Linked DNA regions of Anser cygnoides: region 1 is linked to region 2. Evidence: chromatin contacts called from public Hi-C data. All regions are on one chromosome and are shown on one strand. Each heading gives the region's core, a stretch centred on a gene start, on an enhancer-like site or on the middle of the called end of the contact. The rest is flanking DNA. Distances are from core to core; before and after follow the strand shown. Region 1 overlaps TMEM104 (transmembrane protein 104). Region 2 holds the start of ATP5PD (ATP synthase peripheral stalk subunit d).

Region 1 (5,380 bases), core at 2,732-5,231, 190 kb after region 2:
GTCCACCATATTAAACCAGACACATCACCAAGACTGGAAAACAGGTATTTGGCTAATAAAGTCAGACTGAATTGAAAGCTTCACACCTCTGTTCTTCACTTACACCACATTTATCTCTATAGGGAAAAAAACCCTACTCACCAGAAGGCAGGTCAAGTAAAATAAAGGTCATTCCAGTTTGAGAAACTCACCAGATACAGTCTGTAAGCATCAATCCTTCGAATGGGCCCCCAGCACTTGTCTGTATCATTGTACTTCGTGCCATCTCCAACACTGCAAGAATGGTTGCCAATGGCACTGCTAGGAAAGAAGGACGGAGAAAGAGAAGACAGTGATCAGCTCCTCCCAGCAGATGTCTTCCCCTCTCCTGCGTTCAAGAGGAATGGTCAGACGCCCAAAGTGTGTGTTCCTCCGCTCCCTCCGTGATGGAGACACACCCCTTATATTTTCTGGACTTTAACAGAGCAAGTCAATGAACACTATGCATTTGAAGACAAATTATTTGATTATCCAGTTACAAGTCTGGTCATTAGACTAGCAAGTTTAGAGGTCACATACGGATCACTGCAGTTTTCCATTTTGAAGCTCTGAGCACAAGTGCAGCCCAGCCCAGACCAAGCAAACCAGTGTCTTTCACTATTTCTTTAGGAAGGAACTTATCTCAAGCCCAGAGCTTATCAGGTAAGCACAAAGTCCTGTCACCACTTGCAGGTCACAGGCTTGATAAGCACCACACCTCCCAGCTCTTATCCGGAGACAGAAGCTAAGATACTGCACAGGGGATGGCATTCAAACCAGTGAGCAATGAGCCCCATGCCTGCAAGGTGCTGAAGCTGAAGTACTTTACGCCCAGGGACTTACCTGAAATCAGGTCAAGTACTTTTGAGGCATCCAACAACAGCTTAGCCTGCAGCAGCCACTTGGGTGGGGAATACAGAACAACTTCACCTTCCCACGCACGTGCACTGAGATGTCCTTGAGTCATTTCTCCACTTGTCTTCAGAAAGGAGAGCTGAACCCAGTCAGACTTATCACCCCATCAAGCCCAAAAACCTGCCCTTGTCCCTCTTAGCACGTAACTGCACAGCAGTAAGCACACTTACCAGGTCACTTGCATAAGAGAGACCGGCACAGCCGCTGCGTAGATTGCCAGGTCCCCATAGAGGTAGATAATAATGCAGAAATAGAAGAGGTTGACACCCACTGCAAGAAAAAGTGATGTTGGGGATTCTTGAACTCCGCACGCTAAATCAATAATTCACAAAAGTTTTTTCAACACCTTAAAAAAAACCACCATTTCTTTCTGTAGTTTACTTTTTCTGCATTGAACCGCACAGAAGGGTCACACCAGCAGGTTAGGAGACAGCTACAGCACAGGAACCGATGGGACATGAGGCCTCAGAGCTCAGCTCTGCCTGCTGAAATACCCGGCCTTCACACCAGGCACTCGAGCTTACACCCATCCTCCAGTCGCTGCTCAAGGCCCACAGGTCTCACATAATTGAACTATCAGACGAAGCTGACAACCTGGAAGAGTCACAGGCACACTAGCTGACGGTGACAGACCTGGTGTGAACACACCTTGAGCAACGGTGCGGTGAAGAAACACGAGCTGTTAGTACTCTGCCAATTCCAAGCCTGCAGGACCTTCGCAGTAAGGATTTAGCCCTGCAGAGATCCAGTTCCACACGGTCGAGGTGGAGCCGTTTGGGAGATCCCTTAACGCCAGCATCCCGAGGCAAGATTCAAACTTGCAAAGCTTGAAAACTGTTTCTGCAGCCCTACTACACCCTAGTGCCACAATGAACACTGATCCTGTCCCCAAATGTTTTCTTCTGTGGTTTGCTTCTGTCTTAAATTTGCTCTGCCTTCAGCTATGAGATTAGAAACGTCTTACTCAAGCAATCTGGGTGCACAAAACAGCCTTTCTTGGGCTCGGGAAGACACTGCTGTGGAGGGCTGAGATCAGCAGGAACAAAGATATGATTGATGAGACCCCGGGATTCTTTTCTTCCATGAGAGCTGGTATAAATCTCAGCAACGAAAAACAAACTGGAACATATTTCAGTTCAGAAACAGGTGAGCTACAAAAAGAAGCCTCAAATTTGTTTCATTTAGGAGGTAGATACTGAAGGAAAGCAGCTCAAGGAACCTGTCCATACTTTCCAGTTGCGATACCACTTGATGCTTAATCCTAATGCAGCCTGGGCAAATCAATTCACCTCTCCGAGACTCATATGACAGCTATCAAATAAAAATGTCATTACTGCAGGAACAGGGATTAATATTTCCACAGCACTTGGTTGCCCTCAAGTTTCACCATGTGTTTTGCCATCATATTGTCCCTGGATCCCTGGGTGTCAGGACACATTAACAGGCATTCCACTCGTGTTAAATAAATTACTCAATGTGCTGAGCCTACTTAGCAGAAAACGTTTCTACAAAAAGGGCTGTATGGGAAAGCAGCAAGAAGACTTCCCTGCTCTTATAAAGCACTAAGACAATACACAAGAGTTACTCCTGGTTTGTTTGAATAGATAAATGGAGATCTTCAGCCCCTCCAGAAATAGCCAGAAAATTTCTTATAGGTCCCTTCATTTTTTCCCCTCTGTGAAAGATTTAAGATGACCACACAGCAAGGAGACTGCATTATTCTGAATACGACAGCAAACTCCCTACCAGTTCTCTCCAATTCCCTATTAAAAAAGGTCGAGTATTGTAACAAACACCTGATGTAGGACAGAAGCTGCAAAATCCACTAAGCACTAGACAGACTTAGATGCAGATCCCCAAACCAGAATCTACTACTGACACCAGGTCTCAGGTGCTCTATTTTTTTGGTGTATACACAAAATAGTGCTCACACAAGAAGCTAAGCTGCAGCAGTACCACCAGGAACTCACCAGCACACCCAATATCCCTATTCCAGTGTGGATTTCTCTGCCTGTGGGAAGTCCAGGTAGCAGTCCTCTCCCGAACTCGTGCCCTCCAAAGAGGGGAGAAGACTTTACTGCCAGTTCTTTTACAAGCTGCTACTGATCCTCCCTGATCAATACTTTCATTACTGGACAAAAATGGGAAAATCAATGGTTTCCTGTGGGGGGACAGCATGACAGATGTGCCCAGATTCCATTGCCGCAACAAATGACTGCTCGGTCCCAGAAGAAAGCACCCAACATTGCAAATAAAAAAAAAAGCAGTTCTTCAGAGCCAGCTTTTTTAAAAGAGCATACAGGCCCACCACAGCCTAAACCTAAGACAGCTCTCTTTAAGAAAGCAGACAGTCTGAGATGGAAATTTATCCTCGGCTTACCTCCCAGGACTGCAGATTCAACTCCTGTCAGATTGTTTAAGGAAAAAAAGTTAAGAGAAAAGAGCAGAGAACTCCCTAGGTCTCAGAGGCTTTAAGGTCTATTACAAAGCCTTCACCAGCCTTCCCTCTGAAGGCTGTAAAGCTCTCAGACACCCTGGTTTTGGATCCACGCTTCAAATATTGTAAGCAAAACCCACCCAGACACTTGCTAGCTGTGAAACGGCAGAGGGTGGTGCTTGGAGCCAGGACTTGCCAAGCGTGACCCAGTTTCTCAGCACCAGGCTGTAGGAAGGGGTCACCGAGCAACTGCCCTTAGCCAAGGCCTCTCTGTGCATCTGTCAGCACGAAAACTTCAGCCAGGATCTGCAGAGGGAGGCACCTAACCTGCCTGCTCTCTGCAACGGCTCAGCAGACCAGAGTGCATCTCTCAGCTAGGACTCAGCAACAGCTCTTTGCTGCTGAGTATAGAGGAGGGGAAAGCAGCAGGTGAGTTACAGCTGCCCCAGACCCTTTGCTCTGCGTACCTTTCGTCTCATCTCTCACCAGTTGTTTCAAGCCTGCAGCTGTTCCCGCTGACTTCCCGCAGATTTATCCCTTGGCACTAGCTTGAGTCAGCCCGGGGGAGGATCCCTGACACAGAAAGCAGATAACTCGGGCTAAAACAACATTAAGAAGGGAGATTAAGATTCAGAATGCTAAGCAGTTAATATCACTTCGCTGGGAAACGTCCATCGGCACCCCGGAGGACGTGTATTTCCAGCACCCTCTACTGGCTGAGCAGCAGCTGGCACCAAGGCAGAGAAACCTTTTAGAAGGCAACTGCTCAACACCTGGCTCACCTGAGGGGTTATCACCATCTTCCTGGGAAGCACACGAGAAGAAGAGGCCTTCTGAGACTTGTCTGTGTACTCCCCCAGTCCACGTGCAATAAAACAGGCCTCCGTACCTAAATCCTCAGTGATACTGCTGAGCCACATTGTCCAGGGCTTGCTATCAAAGCAACATCCTAATACTAGTCCTCAGAGGAGTACTGAGAGCTAAGGAAGCATCCGCGGTGTTTTACAGATGGCAAAGAACACAAACAAGAAAGCTTGCCTAAAGTCAGAGCATCTCAGAGCAACAGACAAGACTAGGAACAAGATGTTTCTGGGTCTCTAGCACAGTCAAGTCACCTCTCCTCTTCTGACTCGGAAAAGTGGCAGCCTGATTCACTGTGGCTTTTGATACTCCTGAATGCTTTATGTCTACAAAGACCCACACGGGGCATATAGGGAAATCAAGCTATTTTTTTCAACTAGACTTTAAAATCAGCAATAATATAGCTGAAACAATCTTCACTCCTTAAGCCCAGCTGTCCTTCAGAGGCAGTCTTAGAATGGCATAAAGCTGATGTAATGTAGTGGAAAAAACAGCCCATCACATCTTCGTGAGGTGGCTAGCGAACAAGAGAAAATGTCGCTGTCCACAAGAAATGGGGCCTGACAGGCTCAAAATTGCACAACCATGGTGTCTGATGATTTTCTGGCTCTGCTCAGCATTTCAAATGTATTCCTCACCCAGCTTCAGAACGCCTAACATTGTAGCTTGCGTTTCTATTGTATGCAGCAATGGATACGGCTTTATTGCAGCATACCTACAAGCTCGTTCCCTGACATACAACAAAAGACAATAGCAAAAAGACAAGATATCTGCCTACCACGTGCTCACCAGGGACCCTTCTTCATTCAGTAGTTCACGTCCCAGCAGCTGACCCCCACCCCCAGATACATGCAGTTCTCAGCAGCTCTCCCCAGAAGCCTCTCTCCTTCAGACAGGCACTTAAAGGGTTCAGGAAAAAAAAAGTTTTATTCTCAAATACTGCCAAGGTGGAACCAGTGAATTCTACAGCTGGGCTCTACCACTGCAGAGAACAGAGATCAGAGGGCAGATGCAGGGTTAGGTTGAGAACAGTCAGAAGAGGCACTGACTTAAGCTTACCTGTGTCAGCCAACTACCCAGAACCGGTATTTTTGGCAACACCACCACAGCACCCTCCCCTTCATACAGGTTCTGGCCCACACATATCCT
Region 2 (5,489 bases), core at 544-3,043:
CTTGTTTATGATAAGCTTCCCGTGGCGGAGGTAGTTCAGTATTGGACCAAAATAGGTGGGATCTCTATCGATGAGATATGCACCTGTCTCATCCTGTTGAGTGTGCACAGGAATGAAGCAGGCATAGTTAAATGGTACTAGAAAAAAAGATAATTTCATTTGAAAATGATAAATAGAACAGTTTTTCTTTAAGAAACAGATTCCTTTGCCTGTAAAGGTTGAATTAGTGACTCCACACTTTATCCAATGTTTTTTTTCAGTATCTGAACTCAGCTACAAATGTTGCATCTCGATGGTGCTGGCAGATGCCTCACATTAAGTACTTCTATGAACAGTTTATATAACCAAAGAGAAAAGCAGCGCTTAAGTTTTTTTTCACTGCAATAATAAAAAAAACCAAAGCTGGCATTCGTGCTCTGTCTAATCTTGTTTTCCAGACTAGTTTATCTAGGAGACTCTGGAAAAAAAAAAATTGGATTTCCAGTTCTGGTAAACAGCATATGAGAGTTAAACTTCAAAGTAGCTGTGTGTTTTTCTTCCTACTACTAAAAATGCAAATTGCAGTGCCAAAGCCCTGTCTCCGAGCAGTGTCTGGCAGGCTGGCATACAACAATTAATGTCATCAGCTCACCAACAGTTCACAACTAAAGTATCTCCCGAACCAGCCTGGAAGGGCTGACAGAGCCTGTGCAGGAGTCTTCCACACCATTTCCTTAAGGCAATGTCTGACCTGCCAAGCAGGCTGCTTTAAAGTGGTAAAAAAAACCGTGAGGTCTTCTGGATGTGGTGCCTGGGGACAAGGTTTAGGGGGTGACATGGGTGGCAGGGGGAGGGTTGGAGCAGATGGTCCTGGGGGGATTTTTCAACCCTAATGATACTGTGATGGATTCTGTGATCACCACCTCTATTTGCTGAGGCTGGTGGCTTAATGTGGTCACAAGGAGGTTTTGTTACAAGGAGGTTTTAACTTCAAGGTAAACTCTTAAGCAGCAGGAGACCTGAGCAATTCTCAGTGTGACCTATCCAGAAAGTATTTACAGAGCCCTGTGCGGCAGATCCCACAAACCCCTGCAACCACAAGAAGGACCACAAACAGAACTGCAAAACCCTTATGATACCCTGCAATTACAAGAACGACCACCCACAAAACCCTTATGATAACCGGCGGTGGCTTCAAAACAAGCCAAGCAGCTGCGCTGCGACCTCTTGTAAGAGCAGCTCACACCAGAAAGCAGCCGTAAGCGCAGCCTGCTGCAAGCCCCGTTCCTAGGAGCGTCCCCTCTCTTCTGTGCCGGGGCTGGGTTCCTGCAGCAGCACGGGGGGGCCTCGGCGGGACGGGACCGGACCGGGGGGGGGTAGAACAGGGACCGGGGGCTCCCCGGCGCGGCCTCACCTTGTCGGAGCCCAGCTCGGGCCCGTCCTGGCAGCAGAGGCGGCACAGGAAGGACTTGGGCTCCCTGCACAGCGTCTGCCGGGTGCTCACGAAGTACGTGCCGCCCACGTTCAGCCGCACCCACTTGGAGGCGGCCGGGGCCGGGGCCGGGGCCGTGCCCAGCGCCGTGCCCGAAGCCCCCGGAGCGGCCGAGCGGGGGCTGGGCGGCCCCGGCACCCCCCCGGCACCCGGCGCCGGGCCCGGGCTGGGGGTGCGGCCCCTGGGCGGCCCCTCCGCCGCCGCCAGCTCCGCCATGCCGGGCACGCTCAGCGCCGCCTCGCCGCCATCGCGCCCGCCGCTTCCGGGGCGCGGAACCGCTTCCGGGGCACCGCGGGCGGAAGCGGAACCGGAGCGGGGGGGGGCGCAGCGCCGAGGGACGGCGGCGGCGGCGAGGAGCTTCCGGGGTGTGTGTGGCGAAGCCACGCCCCTTCCGGTGGGAGGGGGCGGGGCTTCCGGCGCGTCACTCGGCGGCGCCAGGGGACGGCGGGCGCTGCTCAAGGTGAGCGGGGCCGGGGGGGGCTCCCGGGATGGCGGCGGGGCCCCCCCCCAGCGCCACCCCCCGCCCCAGGCCTCGTCCGGTGCCCCCCGGTCCTGGGCCCTGTCCTGTGTCCCCCCCCGCCGCCCCCGGGCCCTCCCGAGCGCCCCCCACGGTCCCAGGACCTCCCCAGCCTCCCCCCCCCCCGGTCCCGGGCCTTGTCCGGTGCCCCCCCGCCGGTCCCGTGCCCCCCCCCTGTCGTCCCCCCGCCGGTCCCAAGCCCTGTCCCGTGCCTCCCCCCCCCCACCTCCTCCCCCCAGCGGTCCCGGGCGCTCCCCAGGCCCCTCCCTCCCTCAGTCCCGGGCCCTTTCCCCTGTCCCCCACGATCCCGCCCCCCCCCCCAACGCTCCCCCCTCTCTGACCTCCCCCTCCGCCGCGCTCCCTGTCTCCCTGCCCCAGCTGCAGCATGGCGGGCCGCAGAGCTGCTCTCAAGGCCATCGACTGGGCCGCCTTCGCCGAGAGGGTGCCCACCAACCAGCGAGCCATGTTCAACGCCCTGAAGACCCGCAGCGATGCGCTGTCGGCCCGGTGAGTGCCGGCCCCGCGCCTGCCGCCGACAGCTCTGGACCTCGGTGGGCTGTGCGGCCTCTGCAGGCCCAGCTTGAGCTGATGTCCGTAGTTATTGTCTTACAAAATGCTCCAAGAGACGTTAAAACAGGCCGTCTTCAAGACAGCTGTTGGTTTAATTTTAGTTTTCAAATCATCTTTGCTCAATCCTCGTCAGTGAAATAAGAATTGCAGCGTCAAAAAGCAGTTCTGTGCAAGCAGTTTGGTTTGGTGCGCTGGAAAAATATTTTTAAAGCTTTGTTGCTCTTTTAGATGCTGCACAAATGGATGAGTTCTGTCAGGTGCTTTGGCGTCTGCTGCTTGATATGCATGGGCTGTTACAGATGCTGTCACTGCCTGCCTCTGAGTTAGTGCTGTGAAAACTGCCTAGCTCTTCTTCAAGGGCTGCATCCAGGTGCTGCGTGCAGCAGGGCTGCAGGCTGAATTTGCCTTGCCCATGCAGAGAAGTCTGTTTCAAGGGTGGGGGAAGTTGCAGGGTTGGCTCTTTGTTAGTTGCTAATGAGAAACTTGGAGATATTTGCAATTAAGCTTAGCAGGCTCTGTTAACGCTCTGGAAAGTAATTGTGGCAGAGAGCAAATGATGGTGCGAGGTTACTGCTGGCCCTGGTGGTGACTGCTGTCCCCTGTCCCCTTAGGCTGGCCAGCCTGCCGGAGAAGCCCCCTGCCATCGACTGGGCTCACTACAAGGCTGCCATTGCTAAAGCCGGCATGGTGGACGAGTTCCAGAAGAAGGTCAGTACCTCTGTCAGCCTGCGCATTGATCTTCTTTGGAGGCTTAAATGGGGAACGTCTTGGAGTGGGAAATACCAGAATTAAGGTGTTTGGAGTTTCGGTAAGTTTCCTTGCTTCGTGTCCTGCAGCTGGTGTCGCTCACCTTGAGCAGGTCACTTCAGTGCCATCTCTCAGGGTGAAACCTGGGGCACCGTACAGTGAGAAAGCCGGTGAAGGAAAACTCGATACATCATTGTGTCTGCGGGAGTGGGCTCAGGTAGTGCCTCTCCTGGAGCAAACGGCTGGTGAGAAGCGTAGGTCTGCAGACCAGGGAAAGTGCAGAGCTGGCTGCTGCCTGCAGGGGTTGCCATACCCCATAGGAACGAGGGAGGCTTCTGCTGAAGGTCACGCGCTGCCACTGGCAGTAGGGAAACTGGCTGCTGCGAGACTGCAAGGGCCCACAGACCTCAGCTGGATCTGGAAACTTTGGCTTGGGGAAAATCTGTCTGTGATGGGACAAGTCTTAAGATGGTGTTAGACTTCCTTGCTTCCTCGTGATGCTGTGCTTTGCGCTCCGTAGTGCTGTGGTGAACGTGTGTAGCGTTGTGTGTCCTGGTGATGCTATGCAGTTCAGAAAAGGTTGCTCGAAGCATCCCGGTGAGCAGTGCTGCCTGTGAAGTACACGTTCAAGCTGCAGGGATCAGTTTTGGAAAGCTTGTTAACTTAAACAGTTGCGAGCGTGTCTGAGGGAGAAAGGAGAGAACGGCCCCCTGCTGCTAGGGAAAATGACCTTGGTGTGAAGGATTATTTCAAGCAAACAAACCATTTAAAGTTTTTGCCTTCAATTTACAGTTCAGTGCACTGAAGATTCCTGAACCCGTGGATACACAAAGTGCTAAAATTGATGCCCAAGAACAGGAATCTGTAAGTATTTACGCTGTGCCCAAATTCCGGGCTTGTCTCTGACCTCTGTGCAGATGGGAAGGGGTGAGAAGGAAGGTGTGTTCTGCATGGTCGTCTGCGTAGGCAGGGCAGCCTGAGACGGAGCATGGCTCTGGTCTTTGCAGGCTCTTGGCTCAGCAAGATCATCTCTGCACTGGGTAGGGTTTGGCTGTTTGGGGTTTGATCAAGATTTTGTTGATAGTTAATTTTACTGCAGACTTAGTGTGTGGGCTTGCAGGCTCGCTTCAGGTTGTTGTCCTTCATCGTAACCATGTTCACCACGTCCTTTGCTGTCCTCCAGGCAAAGAACACCGCTGAGTATGTGCAAGCTTCCAAAGCTCGGATTGCCCAGTATGAGCAGCACGTAAGTCTGGACGTTGCTTAGTGAATATCCTCTTTAATCCTGCCTGGCTTACACCTTGTTCTTTCCTGTGTGTCTGCTTTGCTCTTTCTTGCTGACAAGTGACTTGTAACACTTTTGTCTCCGCTCCTACTTCAAGCTTCAGAAGCTCAAAAGCATGATTCCCTTTGAACAAATGACAATTGAAGACATGGCTGAAGCCTTCCCTGAAACCAAACTGGATAAGGAGAAGCATCCATTCTGGCCTCACAAACCGATTGCTGATCTGTAAGCTGGTCTGGAAGCAGTTTGTCTAACGCCTGTCAGATTCTATGATCTAAATAAAGTATTTTCCCTCCCGTCTGTGGCTTAGATCGTAGATATGAGGTTGTACGGTTTTGAGAAATGCGGAACTGTAGGTGGCTGTGCAAACAGGCTGGTTTTCCTGGATTTTCTCATTTACCTGTGAACTTGATTTTTGTAGCAAGTACCAAGATCCCAGAACCTGATGATAAAACCGATTCCTAGTGCAGCATCTGTAACACAAGCAAGCCATCCATTCCCCGTTGTAACCACAACGTAGTGCTGGGAATGCAGTTCAGTATCGAGCTTCTTCCTTTTTGTAGCCTTTGCGGAGGAGTTCTTGCTCAGGAGACGGACTTACACTCCAGCACCACAAAAGGAGTTGTATTTAGCAGTGACCTATGATGCAGTGGGAGGTATCCCTCAGTTTTATGGGCAGTGGTCTGGGGCTGTTTTCTAGTTGTGGTGGTTTAGGTGCAGTCAATTGCAGTAGGAGTTGAAGGTTTGTAAATGAGAATAGGTTCAGAAGTTTGATATTGAAAAACTTCCCAAGTATCATCCCGTTAATCCTGGTTATCCTACTATTCTCTGTCTTGGATTTCTGAATGATGCAGACCTCAATAATCACAAAAACAATACAACAAAGACTTTGTACTTGC

What was found. A called contact is a pair of places that touch in the nucleus more often than the background predicts.
Region 1: a contact with region 2 is called in a Hi-C map of granulosa cells, with 1.6 times the contacts expected there. The contact joins the enhancer-like site here to the promoter of ATP5PD in region 2. A contact is called at or near these places in 2 of 7 Hi-C or Micro-C datasets (granulosa cells and liver).

The regions. Positions count from the first base shown.
Region 1 is chr19:6,214,955-6,220,334 of Taihu_goose_T2T_genome, forward strand. It overlaps TMEM104 (transmembrane protein 104), which reads right to left. Exons shown (of 10, transcript XM_066979983.1): 7 at 1,104-1,203; 8 at 192-300. Among named protein-coding and RNA genes, the nearest start is that of TMEM104, 10 kb to the right of the region's middle. Within about 2 kb of position 3,982, at least 1 of the 3 cell types and tissues checked has open chromatin away from gene starts, as enhancers often do.
Region 2 is chr19:6,024,306-6,029,794 of Taihu_goose_T2T_genome, forward strand. ATP5PD (ATP synthase peripheral stalk subunit d) reads left to right here and starts at 1,794. Exons shown (of 6, transcript XM_066979930.1): 1 at 1,794-1,931; 2 at 2,367-2,495; 3 at 3,170-3,266; 4 at 4,098-4,169; 5 at 4,489-4,551; 6 at 4,688-4,890. The coding sequence starts at 2,374. The coding sequence ends at 4,819. KCTD2 (potassium channel tetramerization domain containing 2) reads right to left here and starts at 1,734. Exons shown (of 6, transcript XM_013178852.3): 1 at 1,394-1,734; 2 at 1-93. The coding sequence starts at 1,687. It overlaps LOC106034709 (a long non-coding RNA gene), which reads left to right. Exons shown (of 6, transcript XR_010825808.1): 6 at 1-405.